Linked DNA regions of Mus musculus: region 2 is linked to region 1. The links are chromatin contacts, called in public ChIA-PET maps. All regions are on one chromosome and are shown on one strand. Each heading gives the region's core, a stretch centred on a gene start, on an enhancer-like site or on the middle of the called end of the contact. The rest is flanking DNA. Distances are from core to core; before and after follow the strand shown.

Evidence for each region. ChIA-PET counts read pairs in DNA pulled down with a chosen protein or histone mark.
Region 2: an RNA polymerase II ChIA-PET map of memory CD8 T cells shows a contact between it and region 1, with 38 read pairs. The contact joins the promoter of Ulbp1 here to the enhancer-like site in region 1. A contact is called at or near these places in 1 of 15 datasets of contacts at CTCF or cohesin (the NIH/3T3 cell line), 2 of 115 datasets of contacts at active chromatin or transcription factors (bone marrow-derived macrophages and memory CD8 T cells) and 1 of 9 other capture datasets (adipose tissue).

Annotation. Positions count from the first base shown.
Region 1 is chr10:7,437,265-7,442,329 of GRCm38.p6, forward strand. No RefSeq gene overlaps it. Among named protein-coding and RNA genes, the nearest start is that of Ulbp1, 34 kb to the right of the region's middle. Within about 2 kb of position 1,882, at least 18 of the 459 cell types and tissues checked have an H3K27ac peak or open chromatin away from gene starts, as enhancers often do. A contact at or near this core is called in memory CD8 T cells, where this site is marked.
Region 2 is chr10:7,471,504-7,476,270 of GRCm38.p6, forward strand. Ulbp1 (UL16 binding protein 1) reads right to left here and starts at 1,974. Exons shown (of 6, transcript NM_029975.2): 1 at 1,751-1,974. The coding sequence starts at 1,838.

The sequences.
Region 1 (5,065 bases), core at 632-3,131:
AACAGAACACCAATAGCTTATGCTCTAAGGTCAAAGTCAGTTTTTCAAATAGAATGCTTATTCAGCATCAAACCCTCCAAGCCCTTAAGGTCTCAAGTGAAGGGCCTATTATTTGACCTCAGGTAATACAACCAGCAAGTACCTGACTTTTTCCTACACACTACAGGGAATACTCTAGACTTTGTTAGATTTTACATTAGTTGTCTTACACACAGTCTCAATCCTGGAAGGCATTTTTTGGTGTGAAGACACAGGCCTTGGTGATACATGATCTGAGTCTCACAGAGGTCATTACCTTTTGGGTAATTCCATATTAGACAATATGCTCAAATAACTGCCTTCACCAAGATTCTGCAGAAAGGGCAGGGATGAATATGTTGGTGATCTGTGTCATGCAGCTGTTTGATGGGAAAGTCACCAAAACAATTGGTTTTATTATGGCATCTTCATGTATGTGTAAGATATAAATCAGTCATATCAACCCTTGTATCAGTCTCTCTTTCCATTCTTTCTACATGTCTTTCTTTAAGGTGCTCCCCCCTCTCTATCATGTGTGTGTGTGTGTGTGTGTGTGTGTGTGTGTGTGTGTGTGTGTGTGTTACAGGCCTGATCTTGCGGAGATATCAAGCAAATTCTCAGAGCTGCTGAGAGTTCAGCAGTGCAACGATGAGCTTATGGCTGGAGAACAGGATTTCCCATCATTCCATCCAGTCTTGCTCTCACATCCTTTTCTTCTCCTCTGATGACACATTTCCTGACTCTTGGATGGAGTGATATACATGTTTCATTTGGGAAATGTGTTTCCCATGCTTTTAGATCATCCCCATGAGGCAAACCATTGGTGTCCTAGTTGGGAAACTCTCTTCTTGCCTTCCTCCTTTTCCTCTGTTGTTTGTGGTGGTTCTTGTCCATGCACAGCTGAAGATTTCTGTCTCAGGAGACTTGGTAGGGAGATCCAATGCCCTCCAGGTTTGAGTCTGCACCACCGGTATTTGTCAGCTAGTATCACAGTATAAGCTCATGAATGACTCTCAGACTTTTTTGCACTGCTTATGTGCTAATGACTTTTTCATATGTGTCCTCTACTGGTGAAGGGAGAGCTACACTCATTTCCAGGAACCTGAATGTACTGTGAGAATCTCCTCATTCTCTCTCTCACTTCTCTAGGAAACCCTTCCTAGAAGACTTCCCCTCAATGATCTTTAGACCCAGCTGACAGCATCCATTGTCCAAGCAAAGCAGTTTTACTTTACTTGTTCTCATCTCTTGTAAATCACAACCCATTCTTCTGCACTAGCTGGGCAGATACCACAGACTCTTTGTATCAATGGCATAGTAAAGACTTTGCTTCCCTCGAAAACTTCACAAGATGCCTCTACCATCTGCACTGATCTAAAAAATCTTCTCTTCCAAGCTATTCCAGAAGAGCTCACTGAGCTCTCAACACTCAGTGACCTTTCTAGCCCAAAGTCTCAAAGTTCTTCCACAATCCTGTCCACAGTACATCATCAGGTCTGTGACAGCAATACCCTACAATTCTGTACCAATTTCTGTACTAGTTTGGGTTACTATTGTTGTGATGAAACAATATGACCAAAATCAAATTGTGGATGAAAAGTGTGTGCTCACAAAGAAGACATGGTTTGTGAACAACAATGGAGACCGTAGATCTGACAACCTAATGGGCACTTTCAGGCTCAGTGTTGTATCTTGGGTAGGAGCAACTCTGCCTCTTGGCTACTGTGCTTTCTAATTCATCCAGGATGTACTCTCAAAAACTGGTGAGATTTGATGTTCAAGTTATTCTACAGGAAACACGTATTTCCTTTGTAACACCAGGGGCTTGCTGATGGCATTTCAGGTGTTTCCTGTAAGTTATACCTCTCTGGTCACAATTCAGGCAAGGATTCTGTGATACTTGCAGCTAGCCCTCATGGCTGTGTGACAGGATCCTCAAGTGTAAGAAAGCTACCCTTTGTTTCTCAGTAGATCCTCTTCTTTCCAGTCTCCCACCCTGTGATCTCCTCTTGATTTTGCTCTGTCCCCTCTCAGCCTCAGTCTACAGAGCCCTCTCATATGCTCCTTCCCCTGCCTAGATGTGGGCTTTCCTTCACCCTTACTGTAGAACATTGTATAGAAGAAACTGAGGGAACAATTAGAAGCTGCCTTCTCTCCAGCAAAGATTTCCTGCCAATAGTAGAGGAACTTGCTTTCTAACCCACACCACCAAAAGTGGCTTCATTTTTCCTTCCTTTACTTCACTGTGCCCCTCTCAAGGTTCTGTGTAAGCTCTGTGTCTGAGGTCTCCATCTTCTACCTTGTCCCTACTAAGGGTCTAGTCTGTTAAAAACTGATTATGGTATGTGGTCTTCTCATTTCCTATTACAGTGCTGAGAGATGCTTCCATGTGGATAAAAGGAGAAACCGTCCCTCCAAAGGGTAAGAAATCTTTATTCTGGAGGTAAATATTAAAGACCATGTCCAGTCTACAAGAATGAGCCCAAAGTTAGATAATCTACAAGTTTATGTGATAGCAGTTTTATTAACTTTTTATACTAAAGACACAAGGAAAGACACAAATCAATAATATTTCAAATACATCATTTGGTGTATACCACAGATAGGTTATATCAAGTCTTGGAAATCTTACCTCTGGTGCTCAGATGGTATTTGCTAAAATTTTAGCTTTTTAGATTGGGGGAATCCAGAGGGGCTGTTCACACTTTCTCAGATTGTATCTAATATTCATAATAATGTTAGGGCACCAACTATAGTAGGCAGTATAGTAGGCAGTACTAAGTGGGCTAAAGATGAACCAAGACAATATATCTTTGAGCCTGTGGTGTCCTAGCATCTCACATCTTTGAGGATCTACTCAGTCAATTGGCTTTTGTAGGTCTAGCTCTTTCTGTGAACTCCTGTTCACAGATACAATGCTTTTGTGTTATTTTGTGGCCTGGCTCAGCTCTATCCTGTGTCTTTGATTTGATTTATATGTTCTGTACCTGTAGATCAATGCTATGCACTAAGGTTTGCATAAGTCCTTTCCTGAAAGGCTTTAACTTAAATAGACTGATAAGTAAGAGAACAGACAAAGTTAGTGGAAATTTGTTTTAATTCATGAGATAAAAGCAAATGTAACACATTAGATTGTTTTAAATTTGGGAAGAAAAAGCAAATATCGGCATTATACAAACAATGTCGCTAGGTTATTGAAGCTAGGTGTCAAAAAGCCATAAACCAATAACAATGTTGATAATATTGTACATCTAAACCCATTTTGTAACATACAAAACATGATGAGGTTTCCTGTGTTCAGGACTTTAAACCTTCCAGGAAAAAAAGAAGCCTAAATTATGTCAGCAGTCTAGCAAAGGAAGGAAGCAGCCAAAAAGTGTGCTAATGGTTGTATGTAGGCAAAGCAATGAATTTCCGATGGAGAGAATATACTTCTTGGTAAGAAGGATTTGAATCATAAATTAATTTCACCCTAAATGATTGCTAAAAGACAGTGAAACTCAAAATACCTCAGACATTTTGCCACTTAAATTAAAATGGTATAGGATAAAAAACATATAGCTATTTAATTACATGTATGATCAGTAAGTTCTTCTGAGTTTGTCACAACTTTAACTTATTAACAATGCAATCTTATATTAGTCAAGATTGAATTGAAATCTGTTTTTTTTCTACATTTCCTCATCATAAGTCCCTAATCTTTTGATCTTGTGACACAAAGTGATCTTCTAACTCGTGCTTGAAAACCATACAATTCAATTACCTAAAAATACTTGCAAAACTGCCTTATAATATTTTATGGAAGACACTGAATTTGATTTGGCCACATACATATGTATCCTGGGCTGGTCACTCATGAAGGTATGTAGAAGATTAAAACCACCCTTTGTTCTTCACGTCTGGTGTAACTTACTCTCTGAGTTTTCAATAGGTACTACTGGAGGCCTAAAGCAATGAGAATCAAGGGCTGGGATGACAGCCAGGATTTTCACCTTTACCTCCAGGTTGGCAGTGTTCCAGTGTAGAAGAGAGTGGAATAGCTCTAAAAGGATATGACAGCTTCAGAGAGGACGTGGAGACCCCAGAGTTTGAGCTTTGGGTCATTTCACAGAGAAATTCCCTTGTCCAGAAGATGGTGAGTGGAGGAAAACCAAAGACAAGGGGCCTGTAAAATTTTCCAACAGCCCTGAAAGTGACCACTAAGGAGATACAACTGTCAACAACACAAGGAAGCAGGTGGCCAGCCACATAGTCTTAAATACCCACCCAAAAATATAGCTACAAATAATATGAAATTACAAATCTATCAGTTGCCACCAGGATTCTCATCAGGACCCAGTTCAGCTCGAGAACTTAAGTTGTTAAATCCTCTACATCCTAACAAAGCCATTTTATGCTCCTGAGCATTCCTTACTCTATGTCATCCACCCTTTGAAGAAATTAATCCTCATTTATGATCCTAGTAATCTCAACTCCACATCTATCAACCTGTGTGAAGCCTGTGGTCTTTTCCTCCACACCAACCTCTTATGAGATGCAGAAAGTCTTATGTCTCAGTATATGAATGAAGGAGATGCTCAAGGCTTTCACTGAATACTGCCAGAAACACAGATGAAACTTCAACTCCACCTTTTCAGGATAACCCCCAGTTATTAAACCAGCACATTAAGTTTATCTTTAATTTCTTCATCAGGATGCAGGACCATGGGAGATGTCTCAGCTCCTGTCAGGTCTGCTCATCCCTCCAACCATAGTCATTACAAGGCTGGCCACTGTGGATTCATCTGAGGAAAGCTTATAGCACTCAACCTATAAAGGATTGAAGAGCTAGTTCCTGGGAGACATGAGCGGACTTAATGTTCATTCATTCAGTAAAAGTTTGGTGCAACATATATCACACACCCCAAGACTTTAATAGGAAACCAAAATCTGAGGTCCTTACCTCACATTGTGAACCCCTTACTTCTACATTTCTGTCATTTCTCCTAGTCCTCAGTCACTATTGTCATACTTCCTGCCTGTCCTCAAACCTCCTGGTGGGTTAAAG
Region 2 (4,767 bases), core at 724-3,223, 34 kb after region 1:
CTGCAGGGACAAAAATGGAGAAGAGCCTGAGGAAAAGGAGGTCAGGTGACAGGCCCAAATTGGATTCCTACTCAAGAGGAGGCTCCAAGGCCTGACACTATTACTGAAGCTATGGAGTGCACACAAAAAAGGGGCCTATCATGACTGCCATCTGAAAGACCCAAAAAGCAGCTGAAAGAGTCAGATGCAGATATTTACACCCAACAGAAGCTGCTGACCCCTGTGGTTAAATTAAGGAAAAGCTGGAAGAAGCCGAAGAGGAAGGGGGACCCTGTAAGAGGACCAGCAGTCTCAACTAACGTGGACCCCCTAAGATCTCTCAGACAATGTGTCACCAATCAGGCAGCATACACCAGCTGATATGAGGCTCCCAACACACATGCAGCCGAGGACTGCCAGGTCTGGACTCAGTCAGAGAAGGTGCACCTAACCCTGAAGAGATTGGAGGCCCCAGGGAGTGGGAAGTTGGGGGGGGGGGGATAAGTCTTGGAGACATTCTCCAGGAGGAGAAAGAAAACAGGGACAGGGTGTGGCAGGGGTGGGGGCTGGGGAAGGTGTGGGATCTGGAACAGTCAGAAGGTAGACCTGGAGGGGGATGAAATCCTGACTGTAAATAAAGATTAAATAAAGTTTAAAAAAAGATAGTATACAATTTTGAAGATTGTTATATAAATTAAGTGGAGCAATGAGACATGAATTCTTTAGTGCCTAATAAGTGTTTGGCAAATGAAGGCCATGATCATCATATTCTTTTGAAACTAAAATATATTTTCATCTTTGGAAAACTAAAATAATTTTTAAAAGGAAAGAAAGGAAGGAAGGAAGGAAGAGAAAGAAAGAGAGAGAAAAAGAGAGAAAAAAGAAAAGAAAAAAGGAAAGAAAAGAGGAGAAAAGAAAAGAAAGAAGAAAAAGAAAATCTGACCTACTAGTCATCAACTGAGTATCTGATGCAGAGGCACAGATAATATACTTCCCAATCTGAAATTATTCCTGTTTTACAGAAAAACAGACTTCTGTCTAAATGAGCCCCACTATCTGATCTGCCTCCAGGGGAAGGATTCTAGACAGGCCCAGGTGCAGTGGCAGAAGTGTCCATATGCCCAACTAAGGACCACTTAACCCTGTTGTCACCCCTTGAAGGAAGGAAAGGATTAAAGTCCTTTTCTGGGTGGAATAGTGAGTCAGGACAGGGAAGGGAGATGAGCTGGGTGGGTTCAGCATACACCAAGTGGTTGTAAATCTTGGTGTGGTGGCACAGGCCGTTAATTTTTATATTTGGCCACAAAATTCTAGTTCAAGGCTAGCCTGGGCTACAGAGTGAACTCTTTCAGCAAAAGTCCCAGACTTTGGGGGGAGGGGTGCGAATGTGTGGAGCGGCTGTTGGTTGCCTGTGCTATAATCTGATTAAGCAGTAGTTCAGAAGCAAAAGGACCAGAGAACTCCTGAAGAGAGAGGCAGGTTTGGTAAAGAGGGGAGGGGTGGGGAGAGGACTCCAAAGAACTTGGGACCTAGAGTATTTTCAAAAGAGTCTCTGGGCTGAGGAGGTCCTGTTCTCCACACTGTGTCCCTGGGATTCCTCTTAGGTTCAGGTCCCAGGAAGTCACTGACTAGCTCAAGACAGAGACAGCTGTGCTCCCCCACCACAACCCCCACCCAGGATTTGGAAATTCACAGGGTAGCCTTTAACCTGTGTTCCCTGCTCCTTCCCACTCCCATCACCCTTCTGCCCCCTAGAATCTCAGGAACTCACCTTCTATCCTTGGACACAGACAGACAGACAGCAGGCACAGCAGGGACAAGCAGCAGGAAAGGACCTTGTTACTGGCAGTCAGCTCCATAGCTGCTTCTCTAGACTCTGGCGGCCAAAGGCACGATTTTAACTGTCTGAAAGGGAGGGACGATCTTGATCACTTCCTGATAATGGTCCTGACCACAGAAAGTTTTTGAACCTTGGCTGGGGGATCAAGGCAATTCCTCCTCCCGATCTTGTCAAAAGCAACTTCTAGTGCCCCTTTCTCCAGATCCTTTCAGAGCAGCTCCGCAGCCCCTGCAGTCTGTCTCCAGTGCTTTGCGGGGTGGGGCAGGAAGGAACGCAGCTGCGCGGGGAACTAAGAAGGACTCGAAGTGCAGGAAGTGGAAAAAGAGCGGGAAGAAGTGCCAGGAACTGATTGGCTGGCAGGCTGACAGGTGGGTGGGGTGAGTGACGAGTGGGAGGGTGGGGTGGCAGGGCAAGGGAGTGCACTGCGCAGGCTGGGTAGGGTGATCTACAGAGCAAGCAGGAGCTCCAGGCTTCTAAATTCATTGTCTGCAGATTCCTCAGGGGCAAGGTCATCAGAAGCTGAGTAATCCCCAGCTGCAACCCTGGACAGAAACCAAAGAATGTGGGCACAGGAAGCTGTAAGCAGACTGATAGTAACCCTGGCTGTGGCTTAGATACGCATGCTTTTGTGGAGCCCCCAACACACATACACCCCAACACCTCTGATGCCTCCAGCTTCCTGCTGCCTACTAGGGATCCTTCCAGCACCTCTCTGGCTGTAGCTACCCATCTCCCCACCCCCACTTCCTCTCTCTTCCCATCTGCACGTCTTAAAAATGTTTTTAAAAGCCTAAGAACTTATGCCCCACACTGGAAATCACAGTTGTTTCTGTCTAGTCTGCAAGCTATGCTTTGCCACCCCAATGTTCTTGCGTTTTGAGCCCAGAGGTCAGCTTTGAGTGTCCACAGGTCTTTAGTTGCACCTACTTTGTTCAGTCAAGATCTCTAAAGTTAGGAGCTCCGGGATTCTAATAGACTGGCCAGCTTTCAAAATCTGTGGATGTTCCTGTGTCCAGGATTATAGGCACAAATCAACATTTCTGGAGTTCTTCCTGGGTCTATGGAAGATGAAATGTAAGTCCTCTCGAGTTTAAGGCTGGAGTTTCAAAATGAAAGTGAAAGAACTCAGTGGGGAAACCCCGGTGGGGAAACCCCCACTCAGCTCCCGATTCGGCGTGCACCCAAGAATCACGAATAGAACACAACACCTTGATGTAACAACAAGAGGTTTTTTAATGGCGGAGCTCCGGGTCGAAACGTATCTCACATAACAGGAGACAGTGGATTCGACCACGAGGCTTGGAAGCTAGGGGTTTTTATAGAAAAGGAGTGGGGCTGGGGGAGGAATTGGCGCGGTTTCACATGATTGGTCCATTTAAACATCAGCAGCCTGTAACATTTAACTTAGGTCAGAGGGGTGGGAGCTAGGGAGGCGATGGGCTTGCCCGGGCATGTCCTGGTCTGTTCTGCTATGTTCTCAGCCCCAGGTTTCAAAGCTCAGAAACAACTCTTTGGGCTATTTAACATACATTACATGAATTACAGTTTTATTTCCTTTCATTCCCCTCTTCTTCTGTTTAGACTAATTCTAATCATAGAATTTTAGAGATTGGTGTCCCCTAACTCTTCATCTACCTGAACTATAGGTTGATATTGCCTTTGAAGAACCATGAGTTTTACTGTATCAATTTTACTCTGGATGAAAGCCATTCCTCTATTTATTATACAAGGGCCGAAAACTAAAGCTAAGCATATCATAAGGATTGGTCCGGCTACAGCGGAAATTAAAGAAGTTATCCAAGATGGTCGTGATTCAAACCCCGACTCAAACCACCCCCGTTGAGCATCCCATTCCCGTTTCCTTCGCTCTAATCTTTCTCTCAGTTTCTGCATAGAGTCTCTAACTATTCCTGTATGATCTGCATAGAAGCAGCACTCTTCTTTAAGGGCAGCACACAGTCCTCCTTCCTTTAGGAACAACAAATCAAGACCTCTCCTGTTCTGTAAAACTACCTCAGACAGGGAGGTCAAAGATTTTTCTAAAGCGTCAATGGACTTCTCTATTGCCGCTAGGTCTTCATTGACAGCATCCCTCAAAGACTGAATTCCCTGTCTTCCTTCTATCAAAGCTGACACTCCCGTCCCCACTCCTACTGCCATACCTATTCCCATGAATGCAGCCAGGGTTAAAGTAATTGGTTCTCTTTTTGACCGCCGGCCAGCATAGCTTTCTTCTAAACTGGATGCAGGGTGATAATATACGCAGGGTAACAGCTGGATCATGACACAAAAATCATGAGATGAATTAAAAACCTTAGTTGATACACAGGGAGTAAGTCCTGTATTGCAAGCCCACCATCCAACCGGGGAAGGTACAAGATAGTAATTAGCTTCCGTTCTGGACACGGACTGAATTTGTCCACATAGGTGTTTGTGAGTGGAAGGTGGGGTACTTATACAGAGACCTGGATTCCTCGCGGATACTTCAGTCAGGGTCAGTTTTTGTCCTGTACCCCAAGAGCAGGAAGTATGGCTGCTGGTTCTGTTGAAATCTCCATTGAAGGCGATTCCTTCATAATAAGGCGGACCCAAGGACAGGCATAGCCAGCAGTCCTCAGTAGCGCTTGAATCAGTTCTGTTAAGGGCATAAAAGGCTCCTCTCACTAGGTTAAACATCCTCTGTCTTGAAGGAATCTCGGGGGTAATAGTTAGAGGTACCTGAGGAGTGGGAGGTTGGGTGATAGCGGCCATATTAAGGGGGTCCGCAATCACTGGAGTAGGCTGAGTAATTGTATGGGTGAGGGGTGTGAACTTGGTTGGGGGGCCTAAAGGATTGTAGGGGGTCTCTATTTTTAATCTGATGGTGAACAATAATCCCTCATCATATCTTTCCTTGTAAATCCTAAGACCCCAGGTATACCCTTTTGTCCATCCCAGAGCTCTCTTCC